Linked DNA regions of Sus scrofa: region 2 is linked to region 1. The links are chromatin contacts, called in public promoter capture Hi-C maps. All regions are on one chromosome and are shown on one strand. The core of a region is the stretch at or near the end of the contact, and the rest is flanking DNA. Distances in the headings are between cores, read along the strand shown. Region 1 holds the start of IARS (isoleucine--tRNA ligase, cytoplasmic). Region 2 holds the start of PHF2 (lysine-specific demethylase PHF2).

Region 1 (3,257 bases), core at 558-3,057:
CTATATGGGAAAAGATTCTGAAAAAGGAAACAAAAACACAAAAACCCTACCTTTAGCTCATATGTTATAAAGGAGCTTGTTTCGGAGTTCCCGTCGTGGCGCAGTGGTTAACGAATCCGACTAGGAACCATGAGGTTGCGGGTTCGGTCCCTGCCCTTGCTCAGTGGGTTAACGATTCGGCGTTGCCATGAGCTGTGGTGTAGGTCGCAGACGTGGCTCGGATCTCGCGTTGCTGTGGCTCTGGCGTAGCCCAGTGGCTACGGCTCTGATTCAACCCCTGGCCTGGGAACCTCCATATGCCACGGGAGTGGCCCAAGAAATAGCAACAACAACAACAACAAAAAAAAAAAAAAGACAAAAAAGACAAAAAGACATAAAGGAGCTTGTTTCAAAAATAGTAATGCTGTCCTCACCTTTTTTTTTTTTTTTCCCCCAGACATATCTGTCTGGAAACCCTCTGTCTTACTCTAACCTAGGCTGTCTGGATAGATAATAAAATGAACTGACCAAGGTGGCAACTTGAGGAATTTGAAAATTAAAACTCATTCCAAGTACTGCTAGTTAATAAGAGTTCCCCCTTTGGGCAAGGATGTGAAATCCCTTACTCTGACCCCTTTAGGGTGTTCCTAAACCCTAAATAAACTGGTTATATAAACCATAAGTGACTTGAATGAATGCTACACAGACTATCAAAATGTTCTTAGTGAAGCTTATCAACATGTTTTATACATATTCTCAGTCAGATGAGTTTTTTTCCCTGTCCCTCTATCTGATACACTACAGTTACATATATAATCACTCTTAACTTTGTCAAGAGCTAAAATTTAAAATTTCCTTCATAGTGTCTACTGCCAATGCCTGTTGTTTTCATGGCTCCGGAGTCCCTTTGGTTTTTGACCAGGAGATCCAGAATGTGCTGGGCAGACTCACAGCAGTGATAATAAATATATGTTAGCAGACAAATATGCAAATATGTTGTTTTCAATATAGGAGACCTTAAGATGCAGTAATTATAAAGTTTGTCAGACATTTCCTTCCTTTTTGTTACAGCTCTCCATGTGGCTGTTTAACGTAATTTCTGCAGTAAAATTCATTAGAACTCTGGAGGTGGCACTGAAGAACACAGAAGAGGCTTCCCTGAACACCACAGACCATCAGTGCTTCAGCTCCTCCCAGACTTTCTGCAGCTTCTACATTTCCCTAGGAAGTAGGAGTGTCCTTTTAGATAGGCAGGTCAGGAATTTTAGTGTGCAGCAGAATTATACAGGATGCCTGTTAAAATGCATATTTTTGTCACTCCAGGGTCTCAGCAGACCTAGTGCGTGCCCCAAGACTCTGCATTTTTGCAGATTCCACTACACTAAAAAATAGCCCTAATGCTAGGGCTGCTTTACTTAACGGTCACTTAGGAAAGCAGCCTGGAGACTGAACACTCACAGCCGCACAGTTACTGAGTCCACTGTCACTGGATTTGGTTTATGCCTGGTGAGATTGACTTATGTTCTGTATACAGTGAGGTGAAGACCGGCAACGGGAAACGCCCGTATAAAAACATCCAGTCACTATGCACAACATCGGCCTCCTCCCAGTGCCCCTCCCCAGTCAGTCCCCACCCCAGAGGCCACAAAACGGTCCTGTCTACCACCGTCGCCCTTGTTGCGTTGAAGCACCCAGCACGTCGCCGCCACTCACTGGCAGCTGTCCGGGGAGTCGCACTGCCGCTTTCCCAGAGCACACCGCAGTGCAGGTCGGGTGGGCGTGACCCGGGACCCAGGCGGCCAGTTGGCGCCCTGCTTGTTGATAGGTGTGAATCGGAGCTCTCTGATTGGCCGGTGCAGACCGCCCCGCTTCTCCTCGCCTCATGCTTTCAGAACATTGCATCACCTCAGGCCGTCTGGCCCCGGCGTAAGATTTTTGAGGTACTTCGGTCCGAAGGCCCCTCAGGTACGATAGGGGATCTTCAGGTCACCCCGTCCTGCCCGCAGGGACTCCCTAAGGTCACTCTGTCCTGCCTACGGGCCCCTCAGGTACGCCCCTTCCTGCCCAAGGAGACCACACAGAATTTTAAAAAAATATTTCTTCTGGTCTGTGCGTTAGTTTCGTGCAAATCTGTTTCCAAGGGAAAGATGGGGGGTGGCGGCCCGGTCTAAGTGGAGCGAAAGAACTCGGGCTCCGGCAGCAATCCTGGTTTGGCTCGCGGGCGGAGGGTTACATCTCTTGGAAGGGCCTCATATTCAGCCTCGGGTTCTGGTAGTGCTTAAACCGTGGTGTGGTTCTGGGAATTTGGTGTTACCGAGCTTGCTGGAGAGCTTCAGAAGGTGGACGAGATTACTTGGACGGCTAGGTGTTCTTAAGAAAAAATTCTTAGGCTTCCTTGAAGGAGCCTTTATTGCTGGGTGTCTGAGGCTAGAGGGAAGTGAGCACAGCATCCCCGGTCCTCGGCCCTTACACAGTATAATAATACAGTATTCTAAGTGCACAGAGGAAGAAGACAGTTCTAAAGTGGAATCTGGGGGGTGGGAGAAAGAGAACGCTTCTCAGACACTGCAGTGGGTTTGGGGCCTTGAAGATGATTAAGAACTGTGGGAGAAACTCCAGGAGACCATAATGTAAACTATAACAGGATTTTAGGTTTGCGTGATTCAGGAGATGGGAAATTGGTGTAGTAACTGCACCTTAGGGTCTGTGTGAGGAACTAGTGGGAGATGATGCTTAGCTTCCAGCTTTATGAATTTATGATTTTCTTCCTGAATGAAGCGTTTGAAAAGAATACAGAAGAGGTTTTTATTAGATGGGACAGTATTACTTGGAGCATTCATTCAGGTTTTTCAGAGAGCTCAGGAAGCATGAAACCAGAGACAAAGCAGTTGATTTAGGGATCTCTTGTAATATGTTGAACTTTTAAAAAACAAATTTAAAAAGTAAATATCAGTAAGATGGTGGACAATATATTCTCTTCCCAAGTGATTAAAGAGTGAATTAAAGGGAAGAAAAGGCAGCTAAATGTAGATTTGGAGTTTCTACTGTGGCACAACGGTTTCCGTGGCACCTCTGCAGCTCCTGGACGCAGGTTCAATCCCCAGCCCAGCACGGTGGGTTAAAGGATCCAGTGTTGCCCATCCTCAACTGCGGCTTGGATCTTATCCTTGAGCGGGGAACTCCATATGCCGCAGGGCGGCTAAGAAAGAAAAAAAAATTTTTTTGGAAAGATGATATAGTGACTGGGCAGGACAACAGAGTAGAACTGTAGATTTTGA
Region 2 (3,257 bases), core at 334-2,833, 970 kb before region 1:
CTGGAACTGAGGAGCCATGAAGGATCATACGGCAGCTCTCACCCCTGATCCAGCCATGAACTCTGAGAGGATGCCAACTGGTGGGTGTGCAGAGCAGCCCTGTTCTGGGCAGACTTCAGGGCTCACACTGAAGGCTCTGCTGCTCTGTGGGGTCCCCGCAGCCCTGGATATCCACAGGAGAGCAGCCCAGGAGGCCCAGGGGATTTCAGTGGGGATCCCTGTCCCATGGAGTCCCACCTTTGCTCACTGGGGTCCATGTCACAGGCACTGAGCTGGGACTTGGGCCTGGCGCTGACCAACCTGAGCGAGCCCTGTCACATCTGGCTGCCTGGCTCCCCCACTAGCAGAACTAGACACCATGGCCCATATTTAAGGGCCACTGGCTCCTCTGCAGTTAAAAGTGGGGGGAGTTTTTCCTCTCTGGGAGCTGAGGAACCACCTCCCGACACACGCTCCTCTCTCCCTCTCAGCCCTGCTCCTGCTGGTTTCAGACTGGAGCCTAGGAGGGCATACCACCCTGGCCAGCCGCTGGCGGGTCCTGCTGAGGCCCAAACACATGAGAACCTGTTGGAGCAGTTTGGGCACCAGTGTCACCTCCTCTTCCTCCTCCTCCACTTACTTCTGGGCGGGAGGGGGCCTCGGGCTTTTGAAAACTCGGCACAGGGCCAGGTCATGGTCTTAGGCAAAGGCCAAGCTTTACCTCCCCCCACCCCATTTTCCTCCGAGAGCATAAGGTCAGGTCAAAACCAGGGTGGGCCTGTGTCTGGAGCAGAGCGGAGGGGAATGGGGAAACGTGACGGCCAGGGAGGAGGCGGCAAAGCCACGACACCCGCACCCACACACGGACACCATTCTGTCACCCACACTCCCGCCCGGGGGCGCGCAGGCCGGCTGGGTCCAGGGGCCCCGCAGGGACCAGGGGCCGGGCAGGGGTCCCGCTCGGACGAGGTGCCGGAGCTCCGGGCCGCGGCAGAGGGTGGGCGCGCCGGCCGCCACCTGGCCGGGCCCCACGTCAGTTCCAGCCCCGCCAGCGTCCGAGCCCGCCACTCGCGACTCTCCGGGGCCCGCGCGGGGAAAGTTCCTGCAACTTCGCGGGGGAGGCGGCGGGCGCTGGGCCTGGGCCTCCGGAGCCCGGCCTCCGCGGCCCCGCTGTCAGGCAGCCGGGCCGGCCGGGCGCCCCAACTTCCCGGCGCGGCCCCCGCCCGTCGCCCCCCGCGGGCCCGCTTTGTGCGCGGCGGCAGCGAGGGGCGCCCGCCCGGCCCCGGCCCCCGCCCCGGGCACAAAAGGGCGCGCGGCCGGCGGGAGGCGGCGGGCGGGGGCCTGCGGAGCGCTGCCGGGGCCGGGCCGGGGCCGGGGGCCAGGGCCCGAGCCGGGGCCGGGGGCCGGGGCCGGAACCGGGCGGCTGCGCGCTCACCTGCCGTGGAACCAGTCCTTGCAGGCGTCGCACTCGATCATGAAGCGGGTAACGTCGTAGGGGAGCCGGCAGACGCAGTACACGGGCACCGTCGCCATGTTCGCCGCGCCGCCCGCCCGCCCCGCGGCCCGCGCTGCGCTCCCGGGTCGGGCCGGGCGGGCCGGGCCGGGCGGGGGCCGGGGCCGGGGCCGGGGCCGGGGCCGGGGACGGGGCCGGGGGCGCACGACAGCCCGCGCGCACCCGGCCGGCGCGTCCACACAAAGCGGGGCGCGCGGTACAGGGCCGCGCCGGGAGCCGCCCGCCGGCCCGTGGGGCGCAGGGCGCGAGTGTGCGCGGGGGACGGGCCGCGCGCGGGACACAAAAGGGAATGGACGCGCGGGGCGGCGGGCGGGGAGCCGCGGCCCCACCGAAGGGACCCCCGGCCGCCGAGCGGCCTCTACGTCAGCGCCCCGGGTGGCGCCGCCTCCGCCCGCCAGCCTGGGCCGCCGCTGCCGCCGCGGGAAGGCGGGCCGGGGACCGCGGGGAAGGCGGGCCGGGGTACCCCGCCGGGGAGAAAGTGGGCCGGGGGGACCCTGCCAGGGGAGAAAAAGGACCGGGGAGCCTGCCAGGAGAAGGTGGGTCGGGGACCTGCAGGGAAAGAAGGGGGGCTGAGGAGACCCTGCCAGGGGAAAAGGTGGGCTGGGAAACCCCTCCAAAGGAGAAGGTGGGCTGGGAACCCCAGCCAGGGAAGAGGGTGGCTGGAAGACCGTCACCTGGAAGAAGATGGGCGCGGGGGGCGTCGGGTGGGTGGGGGGAGTCCCCGCGGAGAGGCTGGACTGAGGGGACCAGGGGGAAGGGCAGGGCTGGGAGACCCCCTGGGTGTGGGGTGAGACCCCGAGGGCGTCCTTCCTGGTTCAGAAGGCTGAGGAGCAACTACTTGGCTCTAACTTTCTTGTGATACAGCAGTGGGGCAGGGGACAGCCAGGGGGGTTCCTCCTGTGCCCTCATCACCACCTCGCCCTACTGAATTTCTGGCTGGAATACAACTTCTCTTTCCCCTTCATTCCTGGCTGAGGACAGCCCACCCTCCCTCACTCTGGACTTCCCTTGATGCTCAGCCCTCAGAGGAGCACAGAATTTAGGGGACCCGGAGCGTGCTGGCACGAGTCAGCCCTATAAAGAGAAAACAGTTACCTGGAATCTGAGCTGCCCAGGAGCCCTGGTCAGAGCCCTCAAGCCCCGGAGACCTAAGATGCAGGCAGAACAGCAGGTTCCAGGCCTCCTGTCTGTGTCCCCAATTGCTTGAGTTCTGCTGGTGGCAACAAGGATGTAGGAGGAAGGGGGACACCGAAGAGGTGCTCCAGTGTGGATCTGGGCCTTTGCCCTGGAGCGGTCCTTCCACCTCACCTGGGATGGTCAGGATCTTTAGTGTAAGACGGGGAGGGGACCTGGCTCTGAGGGATCTTTTTCCCAAGGCATATTCTATAGCGGGCTCTCCCCAGCCCCACTCCTAGCTGCTGCATCCATGGGGCCTCATTTCAGTATGCCAGAGCAGAGCTGGCTCCTAATTCAGAGGAAGGAATCTGTCTACGCTCTCTCACTCTGTGCTTCTTCTCCACCCTCCCCAGGCAAAATCTGCATGTTGCTGGGAGATGCTGGCCACCACAAGCACAGAATTCCAGACTTGAGGCAGGAAACCTGGGGCAGCTCACCTCACAGAAGCACCTTTAACAGACACTCAGCCGAGGCCTGCAGCTGCTAAGGGCCACTTGCTCCAATTGTAAGTTGAGGTCCTCCCTCCTCCTGAGTCAAAATCTACCCTCACATGGTCAGCCACCTTTCCCCAAAAGACAATCCCTCAGTC

What was found. Promoter capture Hi-C pulls out the DNA fragments that hold promoters and counts their contacts.
Region 2: a contact with region 1 is called in a promoter capture Hi-C map of fetal skeletal muscle, with 6 times the contacts expected there. The contact joins the promoter of PHF2 here to the promoter of IARS in region 1. A contact is called at or near these places in 2 of 5 promoter capture datasets (fetal liver and fetal skeletal muscle).

What each region holds. Positions count from the first base shown.
Region 1 is chr3:42,021,160-42,024,416 of Sscrofa11.1, reverse strand. IARS (isoleucine--tRNA ligase, cytoplasmic) reads left to right here and starts at 1,807. Exons shown (of 33, transcript XM_021086986.1): 1 at 1,807-1,944.
Region 2 is chr3:42,986,934-42,990,190 of Sscrofa11.1, reverse strand. PHF2 (lysine-specific demethylase PHF2) reads right to left here and starts at 1,583. Exons shown (of 22, transcript XM_021088179.1): 1 at 1,415-1,583. The coding sequence starts at 1,512. LOC106509726 (a long non-coding RNA gene) reads left to right here and starts at 1,355. Exons shown (of 4, transcript XR_002342934.1): 1 at 1,355-1,462; 2 at 3,022-3,173.